Regions from separate parts of the Mus musculus genome. Here regions 2, 3 and 4 are each linked to region 1. The links are chromatin contacts, called in public ChIA-PET and promoter capture Hi-C maps. All regions are on one chromosome and are shown on one strand. Each heading gives the region's core, a stretch centred on a gene start, on an enhancer-like site or on the middle of the called end of the contact. The rest is flanking DNA. Distances are from core to core; before and after follow the strand shown.

Region 1 (8,000 bases), core at 2,795-5,294:
GGAAGGACAGGCTAATCCATTTAGCTCAAATCAACATTTTGAGGTGAGAATTTCAGAAATTACTGCAAGAGTAATTTGTCAAAAGTAACTATATTTAGACTCCACAAGAGAATATGAAGAGTCCAGGCATCAAAGATAACTCATATTTGGTAGGGATGACTGCGAGAAGAAGAAAATAAAACAGTGAGAAATATGAAGACAGTTTTGTGAAGATGAGTTTATTTTTAAACACAGTACACTTGAGGTCACACCAGGACAGGAGATAGCTTGCAATCCTAAAATAAAGTTTGGGAATTTAGTGCTCAGAGTTAGTGGTTGGGATTTTGGGTCTATGTGGGACAGCGGTTGATCACACAAATGTTAAGAATTAGCAGGGAGGGTTGGGAATACAGCTCAGTGGTAAAGCACTTGTCTAACATACTCAGGGCCTTGCATTCAGTCTCGAGCATGGGAAAAACAACAGGTGGAACTTGGCCAGCAACAAATATAGTAGCATGTAACTGGTTTACAGTCTGACACAGGGTCTGTAAGATTTACCTCTGGTCTGAACACATCACTGTAAAATATTTGCCACTTTAAGACCAGGTGGATAATTTCTATACAGATATGAAAATGCTGACAACATTCAATAAACACTTAGTTACTACTTTATATACTTATTTGTCTCAGAGTCATTTGAGTTTCAAGGCTCATTTAAAAAAATCTAGTACGTAATTTACACATTTTAGATTACATTTTTATTTATTTAGGGGAGGGCTGGTGAATGTAGAGGTGGTAAGAAAACAACCTGCAGAGTCAGTGTCCTCCTCCTACCATGTGAAGTTCCAGGGGCTGAACTCTGGTCAGGAGGGACCTTTACTAACGAGCCATTTCACTTCCCCTTAACATTCCATTTTATCTTAGTCTCCACACTTAATGTTTAGTTTAGTAACACTCTCACTGCCACCACCAAATGCAAAGTCTCTTTACTTTTCTAGCTGTGTCTTTTGATTCCTGGAGACCATCACAGATTGTGATGTCAGAAAACACTAGAAAGCAATATGCTGACTGGTTTTTTTCCATATCAAAATATTTGATTGGAATTTGAGAGTTTGAATGTTTGAGTTCAAGTCCTTTCCTCCCATTCATTTCTTCCTTTTTATAGCCATTTCATGCCTTCTTTGGTGTTTTCTTCAATAAAAATTATGCTAAACAATAAAGACAAATAATGAGTAAAACGGTGGCCTTATTCTCCAATAAGCAATGAGAACACATTTTATAATCATGTTTTAATTTGTATAAAGAATGCAGATGATGAGGGAAATGCAGAGATAAGGACATTGTTTAAATTTGAAGTTAGAGTCTAGGTAAGAGGCAAGGGAGGACTGAACTAAGTTGATGAGGAAGCAGGACTTGAGGGTTATATTTACAACAGCTGGATGGCTGACTTGGATAGGAAGTGGCAAGGAAAAAGTGGTGGTCTGAAAGAAGGGACATGCTAGCAACCAGTGCCTTACTACTACACTTCCTACCCTGCAATGATCTCTTCACTGTGTTGACAGGCACAGAACTGCTATTAGTAATGGCTACACTGTATTGAACCACTTATACTTGTCAAAAACTACAGCAAGTGTGCTAAAATAATTCACATTTATTTACATTTACTACATTGGCATTATGATTATCTGGATTTTACAGACAAGAAAGTTGAAAAAAATGCATGCTCTCAGTGTGACAGATTATGTAACTACACATCAGCCTGAGGCAAGCAAGTAGAGACGACAGGTGAAACTCCCACCTGATTTTAGAGTAATCTAAAAAACACAAACTAGAGATTATGTTTAAAATGTGGATTTCCACTTTCTTTTGAAAATTATGATACTCTAATCATTTTAAATTTTAAATTTTAAATACTCTAATCATTTTACATTCTTGAGTGACAATTGGTTAAAGCTAAGTATATTTTACACTTTATATCCAGTCCAATTGTTTAAGTCACTGGTCCTCTGGTCATCTGCAAACAGCTGGGTTTAAAAACCCAAGCTTAATACAACAATGTCTTAAGTACTATGTGAATTCTATGTGTACATGTGAATAGTTTTGTTTTTTTAAACTATCAGATGATGCTTTCCTGGGACTGCTGTTGAAACCACAAAGCATATATACAGGGGGAAAAGGCATCATTGAGAAAAACATCATAAAATTTATTAGTTCTGGGAATGGTTGTTGCTTCCTTCTGTTATAAGGATTGGCAAATGTTGAGACCCTACTGTGAACTGGGGAAGCCTTAAAAGCCAAGACAAGGTATGAGATATTTCTACAGCAGGTTTTGGTTTGTCTGTTGTTTTCTTTTTTGAGACAAGTCTCACTGAGTGGCACTGGCTGGCCTGGAACATCTGCCTACCTCTGCAGTGCTGGTATTAAAGGTGTGTACCATAAGGCATAGCTATTTATCGTGGTACTTAGTGGTCTTATACAATAGAAAAGAATTTAACTATTAAATTTTGACTTTTATACATGATAAATGGAAAAGAGTGGTGACATTTTTCTTTAAAAAGGCAGAAAATGACCCAAACCTTTGCTACTTACTTCAGATGAACCTGAGTTTGGGAGTGCAGTGCTTCCCCCAGCACATTCCCAGTTTCATCCACCACAGCCGCTCCTGTGTCATCACAGCTGGTTTCAATTCCCAGGACCAGTTTATGACAAGAGAGAGTTCTGGGATGAACACTAAATCTTCTTAAAAATCCATAAACTTTACTCTTTGGGGGCTTGGGAATAGCTCCTGCTGTCCTTCTTAACATTAGCATATTTGTTACTCTACAAATACTTCCTAGAAAAGAGTTACAGAAATATTATGTCATTTGCAATGAATTCATTTATTTAAACAAAATAATGAATGTTATCTTATTTTTTAAGTATGCAGACTTCAAAATTTTAAGAACATTTGTAAAAACATTATCAAAATCTTTTAGAGGTCCTAGAAATCACTAGATAGGAATAAATCAAATTTTGCAAGAGAAAAATGAGAAGCATATAAAATGATTATAATGTATCAAGTTGAGCACCCCCAAAGTGAAAGAAGCTCTAAAGCACGCTACCACCTGAGTTGTTAGTGGAAACACAAAAAGTACTAAAAATATTATTGTATAAAATTGCCTTAGCTGTGTTTACAGGATGCAAATGAAACACGAATTTCACATCTATACCTGGGTTTCATCCTCAAATTGGTCACGAATATGGCACATCGCAAAATTAAAAAAAATTTTTTTTTGAAATTTGGAACACTTCTGGTCCAGGCATTTTGGGTAAACCATGCTCAACACGCACTTTATACAACAGTTAATGTTATAGTATAATAGTTATGTGGACAGTACTACTTAAAGTGATGTTAAAAATTAAAGGCAAATAGAACAAATCAAAAATAAAGGCCTCCCATTTATTGACTCCCCTCTCCCCCAGAAAATAGTGTACTGCATTTGGACAGTTTATTAAAATATTATGCTCACTAATCAGGATTTAATTTTGTATTTTGGAAGCAAGCCCTCTCATAAAGTTCATTGTAAAAAACAAGCAAAAACCCCCGGCATCTCTGCAAAGACAACCGTAAACACTTATCCAATCTTCGGATTCACATCTCCACTTTTTGTAATAGGTTCACCACCCAAACCTCTTCCTAAACCCTTCTCCCCACATCAACTCCTCCCCAAAAGGTAGCAATCCATCCATCACTAAACATAAACACTCTAGTATTCCCACACTGCAAGACGTGTGGAATGAGCAAAACTGGGGTTAGAAATACAGTGAACGCGTCAACTGGGAAAGCAGACCTGCAGTGACTGGGCTGAGAGTAAACTACGCGCAGATTTCAGTCGTGAGCTCCCACAGCCTCTCCAGAAGAATTAGTTTTGGACAACACAGCTGGAATCTGTTGCTGGAAAGCAACGGAGTCTCTGTTGGTGGTGAGCAAAAGCTTGGGACAGGAAAGACGTGCGCGGGAGCAGTCTCCATTCCCCTTAGGAAACTGCGGGCGCCCGCACTACGCAGGCGCCCGGAAGTGACGTCACCGCCCTTGGGCCGGCGGTCCTTCTCTTGTCTTAGTAAAGAAATGCTTAATAACTTCTTATAGCCCCAGGCGTTCCTGCCAGGTTTGTGAATACCAGGTCTTTTACTAAGTCACGCTGATAGCGACTCATGAAAAGGTGTCCAGATTCAGTAGATCTCACTGTGCCCACACTATGCCGCATTTAAGGAAAGGGTTCTGCCCTCCGTTAGAACTTTGCTGCCACCAAGAGAAAAAGGGTAGGATTTACTGTCATTCTATTTTAGGAAAGCTGTCACCAGACTTAAAAGGTAGTGGCCTGAGAAACCTTCCATTTTCATGGGGAAAGTATTTTCATCAGAAGTCAGAACACCCGCAAAAACAGCACTTGATTCTCAGTGAAGTGTATTTGGTTGTACAGTTTAAACAACTGCTGCATTTATCATCCCAAGTGAAGCACCCATGGCATTCTATAGCCCCGGATTACTAGGTCAGCTTTCAACTTTCTGTATAGCATGTACTAATTATTGCATCTTGCTTTGTTTTTGTTGGTCTGGTTTGTGAACCTGTTAGTACAATCAAATGGATGTATTCCAAATCTTTCCTCTCTACCTAAACTTTAAAACTGTAGCAAGCAAAGGCTTTACAATGCAAGGCTGGGAAGGGCTTGGATCTTTGCTTTGATGAGTTAAAAAACCACCACCACCACCACCAGGTAACTCTTCTCACAGACTTACACTAAACTCTAGGAGAAGGTACTAGTAAATTCATAATTACAATATTGAACTTACTTTTAAAAAAATTGAGACTTTTTTCAACCTGTGACAATAAAGTAACAATTTTGTGCCAGCAGGGTCAGGAACACATCCAGGAGATACTGTGCTTGGTGGCCTCATTTACAGATAATTGGGCTGCTAATTTTGAATGAATTTAGTCACAGAGTTAAGTGCCTCTGACTAACACAGAATGGGCCAGGGCAACCTTGAGTCTGGAACCTGTTTGGTTAAATACCAGAAGTCAAACTCATTTGTAACCTTCAGGTGAATTTAATAGGAAGAATTTTACAATACTTATACCTTACGTGTTCCACTTAGATGCATGTACATGTGTATGAAATATAAAAATCTATGATTCAGGTTCTTGCAATGTTGTCCAGAACTCGCGGACTTCTTTTTGTAAGCCTCCACAGTAACTGGGACTACAAATACCCACTCCTGTAGGCCTACCTGGACTTTATCACACATTCATCCAGACTGTTCCTTTATGGCAGGTACTTTCTTAGTTGTGAGAGCTAAAAACTTAAGGTTAACCCTCGATCTTCAATGCAGATAATTGAAAGGTAGAGAACTGGAAATGCACACAAAGTGGAGTAACCTGGAGAAGGCTGAGTGGTTTGAATGGCTGTATCTGTAGCCTGGCAAGATCATGACCTAATTCCTTGGTTTCTGCATCTGATTCCTCTCCAGGCTTTGGCTTGGAAGTGACTGGACTCTAGATTACTGAGTCACACATCACAAATTGCTAGAAAACCATTTAAAAGTCATCAGAACTTGTTAGTTTATTAACTTGTGAAAAAATGTAATAATGTTGGAGCTAGGATAGTGAGTCTGCTGGTCTCTCATCTTTGTTTTCAATAAACCACAATGAAGATCAAATGAATATTATATGAAAGCAGTAGATATAAACTCAGTGCTCTTAATGGCTAATATTTCAAGCTTGAGGAATTGCTTCCCACTTGAGTCACACACCAGCCTCAAATCAGTCATGCATTCTATGGCCAGCTGCCTTTCTCCTTTCCAGTCTTCTTTACTAAGCAATTCCATCTTTGATGTGAGAAAAATCCTTGTACTATAGGAAATACTGTTCGTCTGGTTTCATTTTTGGAGGATTTTTCTCTTACGTTTGCTGAGGTATTATACTTACTTTACAACTTGTCCTTCAGGTTATCTTCTTATGGCAGATAACCATAGAGAGAACCAAGAGAGAATACATGGTCTGAAGAACCCTTGTTGTTTATACTCTTCACTACCATTGATCTCCAAAAGTCATCTTCCCCAAAGTAAAATTTAGTAGCTGGTAAACATTAATACTTCAATCTTGGCAACAACTATTCTCCTCTGTCTTTATGAATGTAAGTGGAAATCATAACCACATTTGTCCTATTGTGACTACTTCATAGGGTCTTTGAGGTTATCTGTTGTCTACCATATATCAAAATTCCCTTTTAAACATAGAATCACATATTATTGCATAAATGCGTTATTTTATCCATCCCTTTTGATATGGGCATGTCTTGACTTGTGGCTAATGTGAAGAATGCGGCTGTGGACATGGATGTTCACACATCCATGTTCCTGCTTTACTTCTTTCAGATCTATACTTTGTTAGTACGTTTTTCATTGTTGTCATGAAGAACACTTTCAAAGGATGACAGGGTGTTTGGGCTCCTCATTCAGTTCATGTATGGCTGACTCCATTGCTTTGAGGACTGTGATTACGGAATCGCTTCATTTTCTTCTTTCTGCAACAGTGTCATCCATGAAGTGCACATTTGACCACTTACCATTTTACATGCTACCGATTAGTCTGAGTAACTGCTTGGCTGCAGTCGCTTCCCAACTATTCTGTTTTCTATTCTCAGCTCATTTTCAACAGCAGTCAGTGAGCTGTGAATAAAATGAATCCCTCTCATTTTCTGTGTAACTTTTTCACGCTGCCATTCTCCTTTCTCTTTTCCCTGTGCCAGTGGCTTTCTTGAGTTATCTCAAACACATTTCTGGAGTTCAAGAATCCGTTACTATTCTTCCTGGCAATCTTTTCTAGACTGCTGTACTTTCCACTTCTTATTCAGCAGTATTCAAATGCTGTAGGTCTGCTACATGTTAATGTCCACGCATCCATTACCTTGCATCCTCCATGGTATTCCTCACTTCCTCAAGTACCTGTAAGCACCTCTACAGAAGGCACACATTTTTCTTCTTTACAAACTCTGTAGCCTAAAACAGCATAACCAAGCAAACCCTCATATAGCTACGAATAAATATGTTTTAAAGCATTCAAAGTAGAAAGCACAGAAAATGGGAAGAGAAATTCCTATTTGTACAGTATGTGCAAAAAACTAGTTTTCAAAAATGAAGTTAAACTGGGCAGTTAAATTAATTAAAGCTCATGCCTTTAATACTAGCACTCAGGAGACAAAGGCAGGTGGATCTCACTGAGTTTGAGGCCATCCTCGTCTACGGAACAAGTTCTAGGACAGCCAGAGCTATACACAGAGACCCTGTCTTTAAAAGAAAAGAATAAAGAAAAAAATGTACTTAAACAGAGGAACATTTTTAGCTAATTTTATAAATCTGAAAAGTGTCAGTGTAGTTGTGATGACTGTCTTGGAAAACTTAAAATAATCTTACACCAAAGAAAACTTTTATTAAAGCATCAATTACCAGTTATTTAAAGATACACAAGAAAAGGCAAACATACAAAGGGGGTATCAAACAAGTGATTTCTAAATTCAGTACTTTTGAGATATGAAACAATGATCACTACCCTTAACTCTGTGTATTGCCACAATCGATTTGTAAGTTGGTTGACAACTGTCTTCACTCTTAAGTTACTGAGTTTTTCAGCTTTATATCATTTTAGAAAGGTATTTACTTCTCTTTATACAATTAATGAATGCTAGCAACTATAGGAAGCTTCCCCAAGTCACAAGAATTCAATATAGTTGTTGCTGTGAATATAGGTACCATTTTGGGTCATCTACACTAAGACTGACACATTTACAGGAAATATTAATGGGCAAACCAAACTGTGCGGATGGAGAGTAAGAGACTAAGAGCAGACAATATTATCTGTTACTTCAGATAACATTGCTGACAGAGGACTCTTTACTTAGGTCTCCCCACACCAGCCGGCCCCATCTTGCATTTCCTTTTTAGAAGAAAGAAAAGACTTAACCAACTAAACAATAATTTTCAGC
Region 2 (8,000 bases), core at 3,976-6,475, 500 kb after region 1:
TTGACCACCAAGAATAGTGGCAACAGTGGAATGGACTCAACCAGAACCTAGACTGCTACAGAGGGCAGAGCTGGAGAAGTGGGAGTCCCAGACTTTGGATCAAGAAGCTGTGAAGTTAAAGTTGGGATACCCCAAGATGTTAGAGATGCCAAAGCCATGGGATACCTGCCAAGGAAAGTTGCTAACAGGGAGTGGAACTACCTCAAGAGAAAGAATTGTGTTGCAGTCAACTGGAGTTGGACATGGAGATAAAAACCAGCACCAACTAAATGTTTTCCCTTATAAGAGTTGCCTTGGTCCTGGTATCTCTTCACAGCAATGGAAACCCTAGATACAGTGATCCTCCCCAACATTAAAATTATTTTTGTTGCTATTTCTTAATTGTAATTTGTTGGTTATGAATAGTAATGTAAATATCTGTGTTTTCTGGTGTTCTTATGTGACCCCTGTGAAAGGGTCTCTCAATTCCTATGGGGGTTGTGACAGTGGTTGAGAACCACTGTCTACAACTTTAAAAATTCAAACCTTTTATTTTTCTCAAGAGTGATGAATTACTTCTATTAGATACTTTTCTCATCCTTGTGATCAAATGCCTGATAGAAACTACTCTAGGCAGAAGAATCTCTTTTTGGCTTACTTTCATTAAATGAAGGTATGGTAGAGTCCTGGTAGCAGTGTGTGGTAGGTACCTGAGAAAAGCCAAGAAAGAGAAGGGGGAAAGGAAGAAAGAAGGAAGGGGCAGGGAGAGAGTTCTCACCAGAAGCAGAGCTGTGTTATACCATAAAGTCCCACCACTATGACTTTTCCTCCATAAGGGAGGCCCCATGTTCAGAAAGTTTCAGAACCCCCCCCCCCAAAGTAGTGCTTCTAGCTGGGGACTGAATATTCAAACACAGAAGGGACAGCTTATCTTTGAACCATAGTATTTCATTCCTGTCCTATAGGCTTATCATCAGTTCATAGTGAAAAACAGATTCTATCTATCTGCAAAGGTCTACATTGTCTTATAGCTTCAACACTTTTCAAAGCCAAAGTCCACAGTCTAAGTAAGACTGCCAGCAATTTCTTAATTATAAGTAAAGGGGGGGGGGGAGCAAGTCACCTATTCTTAACATAAAATGGCATAGGGCAAAAACATCCTGTCCTGAAAGGGGTATCTGAGACCATAGCAAGGAAGGACTGATCCAAAGCAAAATGAAACCCCTGTATGCCAAACCCTGCAGTCTTATATGGTACAACCTGGGATCCTGTGGAATTTGATAACCCTTCCCTACAGCACATGTGGTCTTTCTTGGGCCAAGTCCAGTCTCTGGCTGCAGCTTCCAATGGCAGATATTTCATGTTTTTAGTATCTCTAGCATCCTTAAATCCACTGTTACTTAAGCTTCACCTTCTAAGCTTCCTGAACTACCCACAAAGATGTTGTTTCATTCACGGGTCCAATCCTGATCCATATTATCTGTCCCCAGCAACTGTCTAGAACCTTGGTGTGAACTTCTAAAATAGTATAACTCTGGAATCTTGCATGCTTGTAAAATCAGTACTAAATGCTGCTGTGGGCCCAAATACATAGGCTGGCTCTCTCTCAACTCAGCTGTGGCAGCCTCTGATTATCAATATGGCAGAACCCAGGAAGATAGCTTCCATGCTGGGTGAGATGAGTAGGTGGCCTGGAGCTTTCAATGAAGTGCTGTCTTGTACTGGAGGAGCGACTCCTCTTGCAGCAGGGAGCAAGGAAGTTCTCTCTTAGCTGTGTCACTCATTGTTAACAGGCAGCAGCATTTCCAGCAGTGACTTTGTTCATGATTGTAAATTTACTCTCCCTCCTTTCCTGGCCCAAATGCATATCTTTACATGGTTCTGCTTCACTTTCTGCTAAGAGCTCTCAGTGCAAATCTAGACAAATGCAACAAGAACAAATCCCGTGCTGCACTGAAATTTCCTCCACAAAATAAATTCATCCTTTGAATTTGAATTACTCATTTGAATTCAGTGTCACTTGTATTTGCTGGAAATGTGCCTAGAGTCTTTGTGAAACTGTAACACAAATGGCCTCCAGGCCAGTTCCCTCCCCTTCCCCACCAAAACCTCCTGAGACCTGTCTGTCTGTCTGTCCTTCTATTGGCATTCTGCTCCCCTACATTCCCACCAGAAGGCCTGCTAAGCTCTGCATGGACCGTTCTGAGGCTCGTCTGGTCTACAGCTCCAACTTCTTCCACATTCGGAAGGAACCCCATCGCTCACTCCTCTGCTCTCCCAGTGAGACTGCACCCCCACTCCCTCCTAACAGTTCTGAAACTCATGAAAATAGTGCCAGAAACTGAGGCTGAAAGCTCCAATGGGTGAGCTGGCGGGTAACATTTTTACAGTTAAACCATGCAGTCTGAGAAAGGTTTTTAAATGATGACTGGGTAATACCACGTGAGTACGAGAGCCAAATTTCTAGGTTCAAACTTAGCCTCACCAAACACTACTACAAGTTTGAGTAAACTAACCCCTTTACAACTTAATTTTTTTATAACTATTTCTTTACAATATACTATAAAGATTTATTATAATGACTATTTATAATAATGATGCAGTTGTTTTTTTAAATATAAAATGAAGATAACCACAACTCTCGTATGTTCATAGCAGCCTTATTTATAATAGCCAGAAGCTGGAAAGAACCCAGATACCCCTCAACAGAGGAATGGGTACAGAAAATGTGGTACATTTACACAATGGTGTACTATTCAGCTATTAAAAAGAATGAATTTATGAAATTCCTAGGCAAATGGATGGACCTGGAGGGCATCATCCTGAGTGAGGTAACCCAATAACAAAAGAACTCACACAATATGTACTCACTGATAAGTGGATATTAGCCCAGAAACCTAGGATACCCAAGATATAAGATACAATTTGCTAAACACATGAAACTCAAGAAGAACGAAGACCAAAGTGTGGACACTTTGCCCCTTCTTAGAACTGGGAACAAAACACCCATGGAAGAAGTTACAGAGACACAGTTTGGAGCTGAGACGAAAGGATGAACCATCTAGAGACTGCCATATCCAGGGATCCATCCCATAATCAGCCTCCAAACGCTGACACCATTGCATACACTAGCAAGATTTTGCTGAAAGGACCCTGATATAGCTGTCTCTTGTGAGACTAGGCCGGAGCCTAGCAAACACAGAAGTGGATGCTCACAGTCAGCTATTGGATGGATCACAGGGCCCCCAATGGAGGAGCTAGAGAAAGTACCCAAGGAGCTAAAAGGATCTGCAACCCTATAGGGGGAACAACAATATGAACTACCCAGTACCCCCCAGAGCTCGTGTCTCTAGCTGCATATGTATCAGAAGATGGCCTTAGTCGGCCATCAGTGGAAAAAGAGGCCCATTGGTCGTACAAACTTTATCTGCCTCAGTACAGGGGAACGCCAGGGCCAAGAAGTGGGAATGGGTGGGGGATCGTGTGGGGGACTTTTGGGATAGCATTGGAAATGTAACTGAAATAAATACCTAATTAAAAATTATTTTTTATGATTATAACTGTGTGTATGTGAGCACACAGGTGTGCTGTGGCGCATAAATGGAGGCCAGAGCACAATTTTGGGGAGTCAGTCCTCTCTATTCACCATGTGGGTACCAGAAATCCAAGTGAGTTCATCAGGCTTGGTGGCATGCACTTTTACCTGCTGTGCCATCTCATCAGTTATGAGGTAAGACTTACCAGTTATCCAGCTCTTATAGCTGTGTGTTAGAGCTGCAAGAGACTGCTGCAATAGCAATGGCAGCCATAAACATGGAATTCTAAAAGTTTGTGGATTGACATCTAGATCCGGTTTGGTAAAAGGGTCACTAAGTGTGAGTGGCAAAGTTGACAGTGAGGAGGAGGAAATGTGCCTTGATCACCAGCAGTTTGCTCCAAGTGTTAATAGAGATCAGAGCAAGCAAGTGATCCAGTGAGATACGTATTGTAGGGTGGTCTCTGCACCTGCAGAGAAATGGGCTAGAGTCATAGCTCCTACTCTAGCCCCTCCCCAGTTCTGCTCCTAGATACAAATCTACTCCCATTTCCTTATGGTAAATGTCACATTTATATTATTCCTTGATTTTGCTGTCATGGATATGATTTCATAATTAATATCAGCTGTAACACCAAGAATGGACTTAAGAGAATGGAACTAAAGGACAATATGAGGATCTAGGCATGGTAGCACCCATCTGTACTCCCAGCACCCAGAAGGCAGAAGCAGGAGGATAGCGAATTTGAGGCCAGCAAGGGTTATAAAGTGAGACTCTTACCAAAAACAAAACAAAACAAAGTAAAAGTGAGAAAGAAGGCTGAATCCACTGAACCTGTGAGTGAATGGAAGGCGGATGGGGAATGGAAGTGGGTGAGGTGCCATCGCAGTACTGCGCATAAATAAATGGGAGCTTGGGGAGAGGTTGATGAGAAAGCCTGCAGGCTAGAATTGTTGAAGTGCTTCCCAGTTCCAGCCACAGAATAAATCACAGGGAAGCCGGATAAATCTTACCAGGACAGAAGGGCCCAGAGCACTCACAGAGACTCTGAGCCCCTTCTATCCCAAAGTTGAATGTTGCCCTTTTTAAAATTCTTACCCTTGCTGCCCTTTGTCCATCACCACCCATTTCTATTTCCACCTACCACTCCCAACTATATCTTTAAGTCACACTGAGCATTAGTTTAAAAGGGTTGCAGCAAGAGATGAGTTTCCCACCCAACATGTGCTTCTTGCCTGGCTGGGCCTTGACCCACAACTAATAAGGTCCAGAAGACACTGCTTTGACTAAACAAACATGTAGGAACCTAGACGCTTCTATTAGAACAGGGGGACTCATTCTAGCAGGAAGTCCAACTTCACAGCTTCAAACCATCTGTCAAACCCATAACACCAAGGGTTCAAATGAATGGAGGAGGAATATTCTCAAAGACTTTTTGGGTGCTTCTGAAGAAACAATGCACACCAAGAACTGTGGTTGAGGCAACCCTGACCTTTCTGGCCCTCTCAAGCAAATTGACAAAGCTTCACTTGTGACGTCGCGGAGGCCAGACTCAGGCTGGCTGGCGTGGGATGCCCTCGCCCGCCCCAGAAGCAAGAGGCCACCCGCCCCGGGGGAAAGAGGCGGGGCCGGGACCTGGCAGAAACTGGGCTGCACTGCTGGAGCCAAGAGAGGCAGGGCGCCTCCCCGCCTTCGCTGCGGTGACCTCCGGTGTTTTCCTGGCGGCTTGCCCTCCGGCTGTGCCCGCCACAGGAGGATTGCGCCAGGTCCCAGCGCGACCACCTCCAGGCGTTGGCACTCCCTTCCTCCTCTCTCGCCCCTCCTCCGCCTCTTCCGTTTCTCTGGGAAAGGCTGTATCCTCCTTGGGGCTCTGCATCCTCGCTTAGGTAATCCGCTTTCCTGCTTTCGCCACCCCTCCCCGGTGTCCAGCGTCTCCACCTCCGCGCATTTGGGTCCCCGCGAGCCTCGCGCGCTCCATCGCCTCTGCAGAGGGCAGGTGAGTCGGTCTCCGGCCGAAGGCTACTGGCCTCGGCGCCTGGGCCTGCGAGGTACCGGGTCGCTGCATCGAGGCCTCTCCGGCCTGCCCGTGCCCACCCACACAGAGCCCGAACCCCGAACCGAGAGGCTAAGCTCGCGGATCACGCCGCCCCCTTAGCTCTGCAGAAGCCACCGAAAGAAATCCAATCGCCCGCAGAGTAGCTTCTTCTGCTCGGTTCTTTCCATTCCTACCACTAGCCTCTAGGTTGAATGAGGTGATCTGAGAATGGTCAGAAGCAGAGGCCCAGGTTCCACGGGTAGGTGGCGTAGCTGTCAAGAAGTAGGGGAGCAGTTTGCCTGAGAGATGCTTCTAACGTGGATCCACGTTGACTGTCTCTAGAGACCCATTGGATGGGTGTAGACTAAACAGTCCGGGGGTATATTTTTTCTACATTTTGAAGTATGGTTTTGTGAGACATGTCTAGGCAGTGGGTGTGGACAGCATAGAAGGGTGTCATCTAAATTATCTAACCTGGCTTTGGTAAAAATCATATGGACTGTCAGACATGAGGTGTGAAAGAAAAATCTAGGGAATACACGTTAACAAGCGCGGTGTGTACTTTGGAGATTTCTGTCCTTAAAACTAGGACCGGAACACGTGGAAGTTTGCCCACTGTGTGAGGGTGTTCGCGTCAAAAGGACTGCGGCTTGAGGCCGTGCGGACAGGACTCTTAATATATATGTATCCCATGCAGAATGAATCTTTCTGTTTTGTTTTGTTTTGCTTTGCTTTTTTGGCTCCTTGCCCTTAATTCCCAGTTTTAATCAGATGGTAAGACTTAGGTCCACCCACCTGGTAACAATCTAAGGAAGAAAACAACCCCAGGGACTACTTTTGGCTGATGGACTAGCAAGATGACCTCAGTCAGGCATCTGAAAGTACAGAATGAAAGGGAAAATACAGGCAACGGGAAAGCCGATTTTAACCCCTGCACGTGCCTGTTTGCTGTTTTCTTAAGAACTTACATTTAAAGGACTTTTATAATACTTTTGCAGTTAATTCTTAGCAATGAAGAAGACTGTGTAAGACACATAAAGTTACACTTCAGTTTTTGAATAGACTAAGAACTCTTCTTTGCAAGTTTTTGAACTAAGCCACCACTTGCACCTTAGACTCTCACTCTGTAGTGTGAAGTTCATTATTGCACATTTAGATTATACTTGTACTTGGAGTAATTGGAGAAAAAATTCTAATTTATTTTTAGACACAGAAGGCCAATAAAAATACAAGCAATAAAGGTAAATCGTTATATAGGTATTTCCTCTTTTACTTCGATCTTGAATAATAATTAGAAAAATGATGCTTTATTCTATTTCATGTTACACCAAAACTGCCTAAAAGATAAATAAGTAATCAATTAAAAACAAACATCTTCCATTTTAAAGAGTGGCACAGATGTGGACTTTCCCCAGGTGGGAGTCTTGTATAAATGTCTTCCTTAAAATACTTAGGGTGTCCTAAGAAGCTCAGAATGACTCAATGTTGGGCTTTTGTCTGGGTTAGTTTGGAAATAAAAGTGTTGCTTCCTGTTTCTCACAATTAGTATGGAGTTGTGTTTCCTAAACGTAGCTGTTTACTAACAATGGAAGATAATAGTAGAAGGCTAGACAGAGGTGGGGAGGGGCATGGCTCACTGAAGAAGTAGTCCCTGTCTCAAGAACCCATACAAAAGGTGGGTAGGCCTAGCCTTCATCTAGCACTACCAGCATTCGGGAGGCAGAGGTGGATTCTTAGGACAGGCTGACTAGCTAGGGTAGCTGTAGTGAGCTCCAGCTTCAGTGAGAGACCCTGCTACAATAAATAAATGGAGACACCAAACTTCAGCTTTGGGCTTCCAAATGCATGCACACAGGCATCTACAAACACTGGACCATGCATGCATGCACTCGCACATATACCACAACCACCTACACAAAAAGATACTTGGTTGCAACTTGGTCGCAGTGTTTAGCTACAAAGTTAGGGTCTCAGGTGTCCCAGACTGGACTCAAACCCTGGGAGGCAGAGGGTGGCCTTGAGCTTGAGTTTCCTGTTTCCCCCTCTCCAGTGCTGGCATTACAGGCGAGTGCCACCACACTAGGTGATTGTGCAAGGTTGGGGACGGATCCCAGGGCCCCAGGCATGTTTGGAATCCACCTTACTGACTGAGCTCCCTCCATACCCCACAACTTAGTACTTTACAAGTCATAATTTCAAAAATACAATTAAAATAGACAGCGATGGTAACTTTTTAAAAGCATAAGCAATGACAAATACCTAGGCAGTCCTGAAATCTGCAGGTGAGAGTGCACTGTTGCCAAACTGTGAATAGCTGTGAATCATTCAGGATTCATCTATATAAAAGGTTCTTTAATAAAACTGAGGTTTTATTTATATAATATTTATTTATGTAATATTGCCCATTTAAGAAATCTACATATCTTATTATTCTGGTGATTGTTGTAAGT
Region 3 (8,000 bases), core at 2,962-5,461, 450 kb before region 1:
GAAAATGGATCTAGGAACCCTATCCAACAAATTTAATAGGACTGACTGTGATCTAAATACCTCTCTCTGGCTGAGATAGAACTAGCCCTCAGCAAGTGTAGTGGTAGATTAGTGTATTTAATCTCTTAAAGTAACTTTAAGACTAAAGGTAATTGCTAGGATTGGGGCTCAAGCGTGTCTGTCACTTTCTGGATGGCAGTGTTACACTGGGCATTCTCATTTAATCCTAACAATTTGGCCAGACAGATTTTGAATCTAGGAATACTTGAAAAAATAATCCGGTTGACACGTGTATATTCTTCACTTCAGTTCATCAGTTGACATTTGATGTCTTTGCTGAACCATTTGAAGATTGTATATGCAATTTCTGTTTTGCATCCTGCAGGATTTGTTCTAAGGAGTGAGGTGTTCTACACAACCAACATAAGTATCAGACGTAAAGTCAGCATACATGAAGTCGAATCATCCAATAGCCCACATGTAAATTTCTTTACTGTCTCCATATTTTTTTTTTTTGAGACAGGGTTTCTCTGTGTAGCCCTAGCTGTTCTGGAACTCACCCTGTAGACCAGGTTGGCCTGGAACTCAGAGAGCTACCTGCCTCTGCCTCTCAGCCTCTGAGGTTAAGGCATGTGCTACCACTGCCCGACATCATCAGCTGGTTGTGAAAATTTGGAGATGAGTATATCTTCAATATAAAGGAACAACCCTTTGTAGTTAATAACAAATCTGAGTGGTCACCTAGTAAATGCCCTTCTCTTTGACAGATTCCCTCCAGAAATTTCTGTAACCATTGACATACTTGCACAAATTAGCAGCTACAGTGAATAGCAGAAAATGATTCTTTCTAATTCCATTATTTATTCTACATTTATTGAACTGGTGTTCTTCTGATAAAAGTGTTTTTCTTTTTTCTCCCATTTTACTATCACTTTGTATTCATGGTTTTGTTAAACTGTTGAATAGAATTAATTAAAAACAACCTATTATGATCAAATTAGTAGACCCTAATCATTTTTTCCATTATGTTTCTTTCATGCCAAATTTGTCCCGAATTTATCAAAGGTTAAAATTTGTCAAGTAGGTTTTAAAGCTCCAATCTGTATCCTTCTGATGTTGTTGAATTAGTGTTTGCAGACTTCCTGGCTCTGCACACCAAGGTCTCCATGAATCTTCCCTGGCTGAACCTGGTTAGCCGGCTCTACATGACACTCTGGTTTCAGTGGGGTGGTATCTGTCAGTTCTGCTTAAACCTGCTAATACTACACCTGGCAGCAAGCAACACGTTTTCCCTAGCCCCTTTTTCTTTCCTTCCTTCCTCCTCCTCTCTCTTTCTTTCTTTCTTTCTTTCTTTCTTTCTTTCTTTCTTTCTTTCTTTCTTTCTTTCTTTCTTTCTTTCTTCCTTCCTTCCTTCCTTCCTTCCTTCCTTCCTTCCTTTCTTTCTTTCTTTCTTTCTTTCTTTTTTCCTTCTTCCTTCTTATTCTTTCTTCTTCCTTCTTCTTTCTTCTTCTTTTCTTTGCTATTCTTTTAAGCCAAAGTATGGCCCACTATGACATTTAGTCAGAGTCAGAGATACAGAGGAAGGTCAAATCCGTTTGCTTCTGTTTATATTCAGGGTTGGGATTTCATCTTATAAAACTCTTTAAAAATATTTTTTAATTACAAAACAAGGTTTGCATAATTTAGAACTCAAAGACACATAAAAAGTTTGGTGTGTGTGTGTGTCTGTGTGTGTGTGTTATAGAAATTGAACCCAGACCCTAGTTCATTATAAGCATATAAGCATACATGCTGTATCACTGCCATATCCATAGACCCATATATGGCTAAATTCCAAAGAACTCCATTGTATGGCTTTTTTTTTAATTATTTTTTTTTTATTCAGCCTATGATACAAAGGTGGAGCTTCAGGGCAAATTTTTGGATGTTATTGCGAGCTCACAGAATAAATGTGTCCAACTATATATAGTATCTGAATCTGTTTTGAGTTACTGCGTTTGCTAGCTTTGTAAATACCTGTAAACTTTATTTAGTAATTAATATTTCTAGGAGTTTTGATAGTTCTATTGTGTTTTTGTATTTTCCTGTTTTGCCTCAATTTAAACTTTTTTAAAGTCAAATTATTTACTTTTATAAATTAAACTGAAGTCCTTGTAATCACCTTGTACAAAGATCTTTTATTTTTATCAAAATATATAGCCCACATAAAAGTATTTCATTCCAATTATAGCATAACCGTGACTATTTTAGCCCTTTCTTTGACTATTTGAATAAATAAATGTTACTTTCTAGAAGGTGGTATGGTTGCATCTTTTTATAAATTGAGGAGAGATGTTGAGACTAGTCTAGTCACTGTCACTCTGTGATGTGAAGACCTTGTTCCTGCTAAGTGATTTGGAGACATATGCAGGAATTAAGGAAAACACCTAAAAATCCAATCAAAGAGAATGTGTTTTCTAAATAGGCATATGAAGTTTTTAATAATGCTGAATTTTGAGCAAACTAAAATTAATTATGGCTTACACTCTTTAGCTTTTTGAAGACTATATAGCAAAAGCTTCCCTTGAAACAGAATAGCTTGGAAGGGGAACTTGCCTATAATTAACAAGTGGCAACTTTGCCTTTGTAAGATACCCTTTTTTGTTAGGAAATTACAAAGTTCTTTCGATTAAATATGTCATTGTAGAAGACATTTTAAAAGTCCATGTGATAGCTAATTTAACAGCAGCCAGAATGAATTCTTGATTTCTGTGACACAACTGTGAGCATCCTGGTGACCTGTGTCTTGCTTTGTATGATTTTCTCAGTTCATGGTGTATTCTATACCTTGTAAAGTGCCTAGCAAACAAGTTTCTGAAAACCTAGCGTGTCATCTTTTCATTTCTTACTTTCTTAGAATTGTATTCGCAGTATTATAATAGTGGCACCATTGCAGGAATATAGTAGGCCAATCTATTTTTGAGTGGGATTTTTAGTTACAGTAAACGGTTTTAACTAAAAAGGGAGGGGTGAAGGTATATTGCCAGCCTACACTATGGACTTCCACTCCTTCTTCAAGACACACCAGGGAAGGATGTGGGAGGTAAACACTGATGCACAGATAAAGTGGCCAGTATATTAAATATTCATGAAGATAAATTTATTTCTTTTTCAGATTGCACGTTTCCTATCTTGCCTTCCTATGCCTGATTTTGTAGTCTACTAATATAAATGCAATAACTACTAATATAAATACAACAGTGGTGTGAAATTTCTGATACTTAGACTGCCTTATCATGATACCTCAAGTCAGATAATAAAGTTAGTTTCATGAATTTTCATGTTTTGAATGAGTGGAATAGGATTGAAGTGAAGTGTATGTCATTGGTGCCTTCAGACATGTTCCTTACCAGCTGATAGTGTTTCCTATGTTGTCATGAAACAGTGCCAGCAGCAAATCCTTCCCTTGGAACGCTGCGTACAGATTAATCAGTGACAGCTTACAGCTGCATTGGTGCTTGGAACATTCAACTTGGAACTGAAGTTTGAGAGCACTGAATCCTATTTACAACATGTTTCTTAGTCTTGACAGACAGAGATGGTATACCTGACATTTACATGGCTGTGTGGTTTTCACTTAATAGGTATACAGTATTTAAAGGTTATTTTTAGGTAAATGATTTTAAAAGGTTCCATTTTAATTTTCTTTCAGTGCTGCGGGTGGAGAAATTTTCAACCTGTGTTTACCTGAGTTAGCCGAAATGGTATCTGAAAATGATGTTATCAGACTCATTAAACAAATCCTTGAAGGAGTTCATTATCTACATCAGAATAACATTGTTCACCTTGATTTAAAGGTATGTTAATGTGATTTAAACTAACACAACATTAGTGTTCCTTCTGTGTTCTTGGAGGTTCAGTGCTAGGGTGCTGTTGATACAAGCAAGTTGTGTTGTGGTCCTCTAGACTACAGTGGGTGCCCTCTGCTGTGTGAGCTGTGTTAACTGTGAGTTGTGTGTGAGCTGTGAGCTTTGTATTGCAGACAGGAAAAGCTGCATGTGGGATAAGCTTGAGTTAAAACCCATCATCCTTATACTAGTTCCTGCTCCCCCCTACTCCTAGAGGCCGACCCAGACCTTTCCTAGCACCGCCTCCCTTTGAAGAGATTGGTGCTGATGGCTGTCTAATGTGCTCTCTTTGCTCCTTATTGCTCTGCTCCAGATCTCACTCATCTTCTCTAAAGCGTGATGGCCTTTGTCTTGTGCAGATTAGTCAGAGGCCTTACCCTAGTCCCCAGAACCACTCGATGCTTTCTGGTAATGCTGTTCTTTCTTGTCTTTCTCCACAACTACTCACAGACTTTAAAGTCTGAAGGAACCTGTCTTGTGTTTATTAAACAATGGCCTCCACTCTGCCTATAGAGTTTGTCTGTATGAGCCTTTGGGTTCCTTTGCCACTTTCATAACATAATTCCAAAATCACTGCATGCCATAGCCCAGGCTTATCTCTGATTTCCAAATCTTTTCCCAACTGTGGTTTCAATTTGAATCCATTTGAAAGTTCTGTAAATACTTTAAAATGTACAATGTCCAGCTGTCTCTTCTATCCCTTAGGAAAACAACCAAAACCGAAACCAAACACACAAAAAGCCAGCAACAACAAAAAACCAGCACCATCTGCATTTGTCCCTCGTGGAGAGGAAGGAAAATTTTCCAGTCCAGCCTCCCCACTGGCTCTTCTGTAATGACATAAATGGGAAAGGGGCAACAGAGTAGGTAGCTGGGTGATTATCAATGACCAGCAAATTTTTGGTCTTTGTCCTGATCAAGGCAAAGTGACTCATACAGCACTTGAAGTAGGGGTAGCCTGTAAACCTGGTTTTTAATACCATAACCATGAAGCTGGCAACAGAGGTGACTTGTCTCTTCTAGTAGTCTCTTGTCACCCAGTTAAGACTGTTAGGATTTTTTGTGCACAGACTTTGAGCAGCACTTCTACACTTACAGTGGGCTCTGATAGGACTTTGTCATAGTCTGCACCTGCAACAAGAAAGTCAAATCATATGTCTCTAGGAGACAGTGGAGGATACATACATCTTAATGTCTAAGCTATAAACCTTGGGACAGTCAGGCCCAGCTCATCTAGAGCCATCACATGATTCAGAATCACTTTCTACTCTGGATGGGATATGTATGCTAATTCTTTCATGCTTACTCTGCTATCAGTCAGGCCTTTTTAATTTCCTATAAGACTTGGCTTGAGCATCATCTCTACTGCAAAGACTTCATGTGCTTGGCTCTCTCTCTCTCTCTCTCTCTCTCTCTCTCTCTCTGTGTGTGTGTGTGTGTGTGTATGTGTACACGTGTGCTTGCCACTTCAACTTTTCATGGACAGAATTTGGTACATCTTAAAAACTAAAAGTCCGTGTCTGTGAATTTCCTCATCATGAAATATGTACTCTTCCTAATTGGGAGTTCAGTGGATATTGGGATAAAGTATCTAAGAAACGTGTAAGTTCTAAGCAACAGGTTCTACTCAATTTATCTTTAATCTAGGATAATAGGATAAGTACCCTCCTTCATTGTCTATTGCTCATCACCTTTTATGTGCTTTATTTAGCCACAGAATATACTTTTGAGCAGTATATACCCACTCGGGGACATAAAAATTGTAGATTTTGGAATGTCTCGAAAAATTGGGAATGCAAGTGAGCTTCGGGAAATCATGGGAACACCTGAATACTTAGGTAAGAATTCCATCTTATTTTTTATATCATTTTGAATTCTTTAACAGTATGTTTTATGATAGAGGTATAGCTCATGAGGTAGAGTGCTTGCTTAGTGCCAAAAATAAACCGGAAAGCCCTCACCTATTTTAGATTACACAATACCAGGACTCACTTGATTCAGAAGTTGAATGCATTCAAATTTGTTTATGACTCATTAGATGAGTTATAGTGAAATCAGGAATATGTAAGCATTTGGAACAACTCACAGGACATGGGCTAAGTATAAACGTATGTACGTGTTTATACTGGCTTTGTATGTAAGGAGAAGAGGAAAGCATAAGAGGGAAATCAGTAGCAAATTGGTAAAAGATAGCGATGAGAGAAACAGAGCCAAGCAGTCCGAGAGCCTCTGAGGTCGCTGCAATGGCTCTTACATCTGCTTCTGTCTGCTCCTGGCCAGAGCGAGCTGTGTACAGTGCAGCCTTTGGTTTCACAGGGGCCGCTCAGTGTTTGTCGCTGTTGTTTTCAAATGTGAGGGTTTCTAATAGGACTGTTAAGAGGCTTCTGGGCAAAAAGATACCAGAAAAGATGATGAGATAATCTAGGATGATGTACTAAATTAACAAATTTGATTATTCATACAACAAACTCTTAAGATGTGTGAAAAGCATATAAGCATCAAATATTTTGAGATAGCTATCTTTTTTTTTTTTACCTTCTGTTATTGTTCAGATGAATATTTCCATTGAAAAGATAATGGCAAACAGAACAGGTCTCATGAGCTAGGCAGTTATATCCCAGAAATGAAAATCGCTAACTCTTGAATGCTAATATGGCTATAGTGTCCTGTACTACAGAGTTATAGTTAATAATAACATAGTTCACAAAAATATACAAAAAGGTCATGTGTAGCTTGGGAACACTGAACATATATAATTCAAAGGTATGAATCATGAGAATGTTAGAGGTGAGAAAGTTCTTTTTGGAGAGATGAAAACATGTTAAGAACATGATCTGTTTTACCCTTAAGAGATAAGCTTACATGAAGCCAACAAGATAATATAAGTTAGTAAAAAGCAATAAAACTATACTTGTAAAGATTGTGCTCCTGCCTTTTCATTTCTTCCTAACACTTTTCCTGAGGTCATCTGGGATGCACTGGCTCTCCTACTGCAGAGCCTCAAGCTCCTCTAGGACAGCACTGGCTTGGTCCACTGCCCACTTCTTCATGAGATTTTCAAATATTAAATATGTCTTAATGTCTAATTTCAAAGTAATTAAAACCCTACTAAATCTCTACTGAGTTTATATTACTCTGCCTTTTATGACAAATCAAGTTCTTTCTAATTTAATGTGAGGTGATAATCATGTTTTAAAGTTTGCCTATGCTGAGCCTTAATTTTCTCTTTCAGCTCCAGAAATCCTCAACTATGATCCCATTACCACAGCAACAGATATGTGGTAAGACTACTGGTGACCTAAGTAACCATTTTTCAAAATTGAATAATATATACTTAGGTTATAGAAAACAGCTTTAATATTTTTATGGATTCTTTGTGAATTTCACATCACTTACCCCTGTCTCACTCATCTCCACATCCCCTCATCTCTACCCATCGTCCTTATAACCTCCTCCCCTAAAATAAAACACATACATACAAACAGACAAACAAAGCATAGAAAACATCTCATTGTGGGAGCTGTAGTGTGTCACAGTGTGTCCCACAGTAGATCCCTCTGTCTGCATATATGTTCATTGCAATGAGTCATTGGTCTGGTTTGAGGTCTCTGGCTTCCAACAATATTGGATCCTCACTGCGACACCTCTTGGTTATCTTGTTGTTGCCCTGTGTCATGGAAATCCTGCAGTGTTGGGACAGCAGGACTGACCCTTTCAGGCTTTCCAGCCATTCACAGATGATACAGATTTTGGGGTGGGCCAATTCAGATAGCTGACTTGGCTAGCCCACTGACTCTCCTAAGGCTTTCTTTCAAAAATTTTATTCAAAAGATACCATTGAAGAATTTTTACCTACTTCTCAGTAAGCTCTTGAGCCAGAGACATAGAAATAGAAACTCCCTCCCATTGATCATCTCAGTTGAGTAAGAGTGAACCAGCCTGTATCAGTGACACACACTCTGTAGTCAAGTAAATTGCTCAGGAAGCTAGGATGACACATCAGTCAAAACATGAGGCCCTGCCTAACTATGCCAGTCTAGAAGAGTTAAGTATTTGCTGAACAGAATGAGGTCAGAAGCACACAGATGCTTAAGTTTTTAAGGGTTCACCTGT
Region 4 (8,000 bases), core at 1,728-4,227, 330 kb after region 1:
TTAAGCCATCTGAGACTCCATGGTTCTCAGGTCAAGCTTGGTCGCAAGTGACTTCACTGGTTTATGCAGAATGCCTATGTGTCCAGTCGTCCATGACAGAGGCCCCGAGTTCCAGGGAAATTTGTTGTTCTTAACCTCAGAACGCCTTCCTCTAGCTTCATCCTGTTTCACCCTTCAGCCCCATGTCCCCAGATTACTACCCAGAGCCTCAAGCCAGAGCGAAGAGCAGTGTGTTTGTGCCAATGAGTCTTGGACAAGATGAGTATTTGTACATACTGCAGAGATGTCAAACACCCTAGCACTATGCAGACTGCGCTCTCACACTAAAGTACATATGAAATGATACCAGGTCACTTCAGCCACTGGAGATCTGTAAGAAGAGATTACGTTCAAGTAGTAGAACATCTGTGTAAACCTAATCTGAATCCATTCCAGAGAAGTTGCTTGTAAATCCACTTGTATTTTTCTAAGATTGTACCGGAAATACTTTTGTTAACCTTTTTTTTTTTTTTTTTCTGAGATGGGGTTTCTCTGTGGAGCCCTGGCTGTCCTAGAACTAGTTCCTTAGTCCAGGAAGGCCTTGAACTCACAGAAATCAGTCTACCTTTGCTTCTTGAGTGCTGTGATTAAAGCCTCTACCACCCAGCCTTGTTTTAACTTTCCCTTCTCTGGACTCTCCCCCACAGGCCTGGGAGGCCACAGGTCTACACACTGCTGAGAGCAAGGGAGATTGTTGCATGTGATACATGAAGGCTTCATTTAACAGCCAATTACTTTATGAGAAATTTTTTAAAAGCAAATACCTAAGATATAGAGTTTGTGCACATATATTTATGTAAAACAGCAAGAAAACTTATCAAAACTTCGGAGAACAGTTCAAGTAACATTCACAGTGGAAAAATGAGGAGGCAGTGGTCAGTCTGAAGTGCAGAATACAGTTTTCTCTTTCGAAGAAGGAAGTTCTGCTTCTCAGTGTGGGTAAGCAGCTTCATCGTGCTCAGTTTAGATCTAAACTATGTATTAAGGACTTGGTTTCTAGGGAGGAGCTTTAACAGACCCAGCCCAGTGAGGTGTCGTTAGGTCACTGGGAGCATGCCCTGTGAGGAGGGTGGTGAGACCCTGGCATTTTCCCTGGCTTGTATTTTTTCCAAGCTTTACTTGAAAAGGAGTGCAGACATCCCGAATAATGTTCTCTAAGACTCCCATGCAATTGGGATTCTATTTCTCTTCTGAAGAAGACATACCCCCACTGGAACTTCAGTCACTGTAACAAATACCCTGGAATCATCAACTTATAATGAAAGAGAATTTACTAGACATACAGCGCTGGAGGTTTTAGACCATGATTGACTGGCCTCGGCAGGAGTGTGATCCACCCAGATGCCAAAAAATGAACCAAATCCACTGAGATGCCAAAAAGTACCAAATCTTCTGAGATCGCTCCCCACCCACAAATAGCCGATTGGTCTAAAAAACATAAAGTGCTTAAAATGTACAGAAAATATTTTACGTGAAATTAAGCCTGGTAATAGTCAAAGTGGTTATTTAGTTACAGATGAATTGATCATATATATATATATATATATATATATATATATATATATATATATATGATGTATATAAGTATATTCTGAAACTATAGAATCTGTGTGTAATCTGTTGTCCTTATCCAAGAAAGGAACTAAGGAGTTAAAATGTGGAGGGTGTCATGAGATGGCTCTGGAGTTCCCCCATGCTGCCTCTGCTGGGATTGGCCATGTGACCTAGAAACCTGTGGGAGTTAGGATATTTCAACTGTACAAATAATGCATAGTTATGATTCTCACATGGCTTTAGAGAGTGCCTCAGTTGTACTACAGTCACTAATACACACATTACCTGTCACAGATACCTAGTTTTTTTATATATTGCTAAATATATAAATATATTTACAGGATACATATATGCACTCACATACTCCATGCACACAGGTTTTGTGATACATGTGCTGCAAAACAAGCCAAATAAGCTAAGACCTCAGTATAAACTCACACAGCAAAGCAAGTGTTCTAATAACATAAGCACTGAAGCTTGGCAAGCCCATCCTAAGACTAGCTGTAGCTTTTCAATATTTCCATCCACATCTTGTGGGCATGCCACTCGGTGGATGCTGGTGTTTATGCATGACATCTCCTAGAGTTGTGCCGAAAAGAGCTGGCATATATGCAGTTCTGTTTCTGAACATGGGCATTCATCTTTTAACCTAAGGACACAAGGATATCTGCATCAGTCATCACAGTGGCAGTCCGGTTTCTCATAATGTTCTGCAGTTGGTATGTGCTACTTATGGAATCAATCTGCATCTATCTTAACTGGCATGGGTTTTGCTTTGGTATAAATCAGTATGTGCATTTGTCTTGTTCTGTAAGAGCTGTAGAGCACTGTTTTACATATCTTGTAATTTAATTAGTCTATTAATTTCAGAGTAACAGTTAACTCTTTGCTCGAGTGTGAGGCTGTATAGTGAAAAGCTATAGTTTCCCTTCTTTTATGCTGAAATTTTTCCATTGGAAATTGAATCCATAAATTATTTTTTATAATTAAAAAATATATAGACAAAATAAAAATGAATTTTAAATATCTTTATACACTGATATAGAAAATGGAAATTATTTTGAGTATCTTTATGACCTGTTTGACTGACACACTCATGTCCAGCCATCAACACGTTTTTAAAAGCCAGTAAATACTTGCTATATGCCAGCAACTAAATTGTCCTCTTTAAATATAAAAGCCCATTTCAGGTTTTTTAGACTTTTTTCTTTAAAACAATCCGTTTTCAATATGAACAACAAAAGGCTGTTCTAAGGTCATGAGAGGAGAGGTGATTCATATATATATATATAGGATATTCTAATTTTAGTACTCGGTAGGGTGCAGCATCTGTCAGAAAAGAGAACAGAGCCATCCTGTGAGCAAGAAACAGAAGCTGACAAGCAAATGAGGAGGCAGGGAGCTGTGTGCTGTGTAATCACCGATATTCTAAAGAGCCTGTGGGCTAACTAGGTCCGGAGAGCATCTCCATAAATAGTCTAGTAGACCAGACTCGCCCCTAGAGGAGACCTTGGAGCTGGAAACACTTGCTCTCTGGGCTTCCTCCTCCTCAGTGCCCTGCCTGCAGACAGTATGGCTTCCCATCTAGCTTGAGAGATGTTCTCTCTGACTGCTAATGTCCTTCCCAGGGCCCTGTTCTACATCCTCGTCCATGTTTGTCTTTTTAGAACCAGCTGGGTTTGGGGGCCTTGGGATATTGGGGGCGAAGCATGAGGCAGTTCCTTGGACCAAATTTTAGACCATCTAAAACCAAGCGAAGTTAAGTGACTTACCCCAAGACACAAAGATTTTACAAACCATTGTGCAGCTTGTAAGATCTTATTTTGTTTCTCACCGTTCCCCTTAACTGTTTTTTTGATTCGATGTTTTCTTTATTTAAATTTCAAATGCTTTCCACTTTTCAGGCAAGTCTTCCCTTTGGAACTCCCCCTTCCCACCCCTTTTCCCCTGCTTCTACAAGAGTGTTCACCCCCACACCCACCCACTCCAGTCCTCCTGCCCTGGCATTCCCCTACACTGGGGCATCGAACACTCTCAAGGCCCAAGGGCCTCTCCTCCCACTGATATCCAACAAGGCCATCCTCTGCCACATATGTGTCCAGTGCCATGGGTTGCTCCACGTGTATTCTTTGGTTGGTGGTCCAGTCTCCGGGAGCTCTAGGGGGTCTGCCCTATTGACACTGTTGCTCCCTCCATGGGGCTGCAAATCCCTGCAGCTCCGTCAGTCCCTTTTCCAACACCTCCATCAGGGACCCCAGAGCTCACTCCAATAGTTGGCTTCAAGCATCCACGTCTGTATTTGTCAGGCTCTGTCAGAACCTCTCAGGGGACAGAAATATCAGACTTCCATCAGCAAGCACTTCCTGGCATTCATAGTAGCGTCCCAGTTTGGTGGATTTATATGGGATGGATTCCCAGGTGGGGCAGTCTCTGGATGGCCTTTCCTTCAGTCTCCACACTTTGTTTCCATATTTCCTCCTGTGAGTATTTTGTTCACCCTTCTAAAAGGCAATGAAGCATCCACATTTTGGTCTTTGTTCTTCTTAGAATCTTTGGTATTCCCAGCTTTTGGGTTAATATCCACTAATCAGTGGATATTACATACCACATGTGTTCTTTTGTGACAGAGTTACTTCACTCAGGTTGATATTTTCAAGTTCTATCCATTTGCTTAAAATTTTTCATGAAGTCATTGTTTTTAATAGCTGAGTAGTAGTACTCCATTGTATAAATGTATCACATTTTCTGTGTCCATTGCTCTGTTGAAGGACATCTGGGTTCTTAACAGCTTCTGGGTATTATAAATATAGCTGTTATAAACATAGTAGAGCATGTGTCCTTATTACATGTTGGAGCATCTTCTGGGTATATGCCCAGGAGTGGTATAGCTAGATCCTCAGAAAATATTATGTCAAGTTTTCTGAGGAACTGCCAGACTGATTTCCAGAGTGGTTGTACCAGTTTGCAATCCCACCAGCACCACCTCTTTCTCCACATCCTTGCCAGTACCTGCTGTCACCTGAGTTTTTCATCTTAGCCATTCTGACTGGTGTGAGGTGGCATCTCAGGATTGTTTTGGTTTGCATTTCCCTGATGACAAAGGATGTTGAACATTTCTTTAGGTGCTTCTCAGTCCTTTGAGTTTCCTCAGTTGAGAATTCTCTGTTTAGCTCTGTTCCCCATTTTTAATAGGGTTATTTGGTTCCCTGGAGTCGAACTTCTTGAGTTCTTTGTATATATTGGATATTAGCCCCTCCATCGGATATGACACTGGTAAAGATCTTTTCCCAAACTGTTGGTTGCTGTTTTGTCCTATTGACAGTGTCCTTTGCCTTACAGAAGATTTGCAATTTTATGTGGTCCCATTTGTAGATTGTTGATGTCAATAAGAGCATAAGCCGTTGGAGATTCCAAAGTTCAGGAATGTTTTTTCCCCTGTGCCCATGTGTTTGAGACTTTTCCCCACTTTCTCTTCTATTAGATTCAGTGTATCTGGTTTTATGTGGAGGGCCTTCATCCACTTGGTTATGAGCTTTGTACAGAAAGATAAGAATGGATCAATTTGTATTCTTCTACATGTTGACTATCAGTTGAACCAGCACCATTTGTTGAAAATGCTGTCTTTTTTTCCACTTTTTTTTTTTTAGCTCCTTTGTCAAAGATCAATTGACCAGAGGTGTATGGGTTCATTTCTGGGACTTCTATTCAATTCAATCTACCTGACTGCCACTGTACTAATACCATGTAGTTTTTATCACTATTGCTCTGTAGTACAGCTTGAGGTCAGGGACGGTGAGTCCCTCAGAAGTTCTTTTATTGTTGAGAATAGTTTTTGCTATCCTAGGTTTTTTGTTATTCCAGATGAATTTGAGAATTGCTCTTTCTAACTCTATGAAGAATTGAGTTGGAATTTTGAAGGGGATTGCATTGAATCTGTAGATTGCTTTCTGTAAGATTGCCATTTTCACCATATTAATCCTGCCAATCCATGAGCATGGGAGATCTTTCCATCTTCTGAGATCTTCTTTGATTTCTTTCTTCAGAGACTTGAAGTTCTTGTCATACAGAATTTTTACTTGTTTGGTTAGAATCACACTAAGATACTTTATATTGTTTGTGACTATTGTGAAGAGTGTTGTTTCCCTAATTTCTTTCTCAGCCTATTTATCCTTTGATTATAGGAAGGCTACTGATTTGTTTGAGTTTATTTTATATCCGGCCACTTTGCTGAAGTTGTTTATCATCTAGTGAAGTTTTTAGGGTCACTTAAGTATACTATGATATCATCTGCAAATAGTGATCTTTTGACTTCTTCCTTTCCAATTTGTATCCCTTTGACCTCCTTTTGTTGTCTAAGTGCCTTAGCTAGAACTTTAAGTACTATATTGAATAGATAGGGAAAGAGAGAGCAGCCAGAGGGCACAGAGACAGTATCCAAATTAACAAAATCAGAAATTAAAAGGGAGATATAAAAACAGAAACAGAGGAAATTCAAAAAAATTCATCAGATCCTACTACAAAACCCTATACTCAACACAACTGGAAAATCTGGATGAAATGGACAATTTTCTAGACAAATATCAGTTACCAAAGTTAAATCAGGATCAGATAAACCATCTAAACAGTCCCATAACCCATAAAGAAATAGAAGCAATCATTAAAAGTCTCCCAACCAAAAAAAGCCCAGGACTGGATAGGTTTAGTGAAGAATTCTATCAGACCTTCAAAGAAGACCTAATACCAATACTCATCAAACTATTCCACAAAATAGAAACAGAAGGAATACTAATTCATTCTATGAAGCCAACACTAAGCTGATATCAAAACCTCACAAAGACCCAACAAAGAAATAAAATTTCAAATCAATTTCCCTTTTGAATATCAATGCAATAATACTCAATAAAATTCTCGTAAACCCAATCCAAGAACACATCAAAATGATCATTCGTCACAGTCAAGTATGGTTCATCCCAGGGATGCAGGGATGGTTCACTATACGGAAATCCATCAATGTAATACACTACATAAACAAACTCAAAGAAAAAAAAACAAAAGATTATTTCATTAGATGCTGAAAAATCTTTTGACGAAGTTCAACATCCCTTCATGTTAAAAGTCTTGAAAAGTTTAGGAATTCAAGGCCCATACCTAAATAGTAAAAGCAAACCAGTAGTCAACATTAAACCAAATGAAGAGAAACTTTAAGCAATCCCTTAATTGCTTCTTAATAATTTCCCAAACACACAGCAGTAACCTCTGGGGTTACTTACTGACTGATTCTCAGGCTGGTATCAGAATTCTGTGTATCAATCTTGGTTCCGGGACTCCACGGGACCTAGAAAATCAGTCTGAACAGGTTAGAGGGTGCGCCAGAGAACCGGACAGCTTCTGGGAAAGGCGGAAGCACAGAGCCTCTGAGGCAGCACCCTTGGCGGGCCGCAGACAGCCGGCCACCATCCGGACCAGAGGACAGGTGTCCGCCTGGCTCGGGAGGCAGCCTCAGCCTCAGGAGCAGCGGTCGCCATCTTGGTTCCAGGACTCCCTGGAGCTTAGGAATTTAGCCTGCACAGGTGAGAGTCTGCACCACAGAAGCTGACAGCTTCTGGGGACTGCCAAAACAACACAGCTTCTGAGAAAGGCCCTGTTTTGGGCCTTCTTCTTCGACCAGGAGGAGGTCCAAAAACAAGATATCTGCGCACCTTCCCTGTAAGAGAGCTTGCCAGCAGAGAGTGCTCTGAGCACTGAAACTCAGAGGAGAGAATCTGTCTCCCAGGTCTGCTGAGAGACGGTAACAGAATCACCAGAAGAACAATCTCTAAACAGAGTCAACTATAACTACTAACTCCAGAGATTACCAGATGGCGAAAGGTAAACGTAGGAATCCTACTAACAGGAACCAAGACCACTCACCATCATCAGAACCCAGCACTCCCACTTCGCCCAGTCCAGGGCACCACAACACACCCGAAAACCTAGACCTAGATTTAAAAGCATATCTCATGATGATGGTAGAGGACATCAAGAAGGACTTTAATAAATCACTTAAAGAAATACAGGAGAACACTGCTAAAGAGTTACAAGTCCTTAAAGAAAAACAGGAAAACACAATCAAACAGGTAGAAGTCCTTACAGAAAAAGAGGAAAAAACATACAAACAGGTGATGGAAATGAACAAAACCATACTAGACCTAAAAAGGGAAGTAGACACAATAAAGAAAACTCAAAGTGAGGCAACGCTGGAGATAGAAACCCTAGGAAAGAAATCTGGAACCATAGATTTGAGCATCAGCAACAGAATACAAGAGATGGAAGAGAGAATCTCAGGTGCAGAAGATTCCATAGAGAACATCGGCACAACAATCAAAGAAAATGGAAAATGCAAAAAGATCCTAACTCAAAACATCCAG

What was found. Promoter capture Hi-C pulls out the DNA fragments that hold promoters and counts their contacts. ChIA-PET counts read pairs in DNA pulled down with a chosen protein or histone mark.
Region 2: a promoter capture Hi-C map of pre-B cells shows a contact between it and region 1. The contact joins the promoter of Inpp1 here to the promoter of Osgepl1 in region 1. A contact is called at or near these places in 7 of 39 promoter capture datasets (the C10 cell line, hematopoietic stem and progenitor cells, hippocampal neurons and 3 more), 1 of 115 datasets of contacts at active chromatin or transcription factors (astrocytes) and 1 of 9 other capture datasets (adipose tissue).
Region 3: a contact with region 1 is called in an RNA polymerase II ChIA-PET map of memory CD8 T cells, with 13 read pairs. The contact joins the enhancer-like site here to the promoter of Osgepl1 in region 1. A contact is called at or near these places in 4 of 39 promoter capture datasets (the 3T3-L1 cell line, the C10 cell line and the HPC-7 cell line) and 2 of 115 datasets of contacts at active chromatin or transcription factors (effector CD8 T cells and memory CD8 T cells).
Region 4: a promoter capture Hi-C map of hippocampal neurons shows a contact between it and region 1, with 4 times the contacts expected there. The contact joins the enhancer-like site here to the promoter of Osgepl1 in region 1. A contact is called at or near these places in 7 of 39 promoter capture datasets (the 3T3-L1 cell line, the C10 cell line, the HPC-7 cell line and 4 more) and 1 of 9 other capture datasets (pancreatic islet).

Annotation. Positions count from the first base shown.
Region 1 is chr1:53,309,668-53,317,667 of GRCm38.p6, reverse strand. Osgepl1 (O-sialoglycoprotein endopeptidase-like 1) reads right to left here and starts at 4,044. Exons shown (of 8, transcript NM_001285839.1): 1 at 3,810-4,044; 2 at 2,569-2,812. The coding sequence starts at 2,789. Ormdl1 (ORM1-like 1 (S. cerevisiae)) reads right to left here. Exons shown (of 4, transcript NM_145517.4): 4 at 7,423-8,000.
Region 2 is chr1:52,814,913-52,822,912 of GRCm38.p6, reverse strand. Inpp1 (inositol polyphosphate-1-phosphatase) reads left to right here and starts at 5,225. Exons shown (of 6, transcript NM_008384.2): 1 at 5,225-5,511.
Region 3 is chr1:53,761,757-53,769,756 of GRCm38.p6, reverse strand. Stk17b (serine/threonine kinase 17b (apoptosis-inducing)) reads left to right here. Exons shown (of 8, transcript NM_133810.3): 4 at 3,692-3,836; 5 at 5,599-5,725; 6 at 7,120-7,168. Among named protein-coding and RNA genes, the nearest start is that of Stk17b, 19 kb to the left of the region's middle. Within about 2 kb of position 4,211, at least 20 of the 459 cell types and tissues checked have an H3K27ac peak or open chromatin away from gene starts, as enhancers often do.
Region 4 is chr1:52,981,883-52,989,882 of GRCm38.p6, reverse strand. It overlaps a transcript of 1700019D03Rik not described here. Among named protein-coding and RNA genes, the nearest start is that of 1700019D03Rik, 33 kb to the right of the region's middle. Within about 2 kb of position 2,977, at least 20 of the 459 cell types and tissues checked have an H3K27ac peak or open chromatin away from gene starts, as enhancers often do. A contact at or near this core is called in hippocampal neurons, where this site is marked.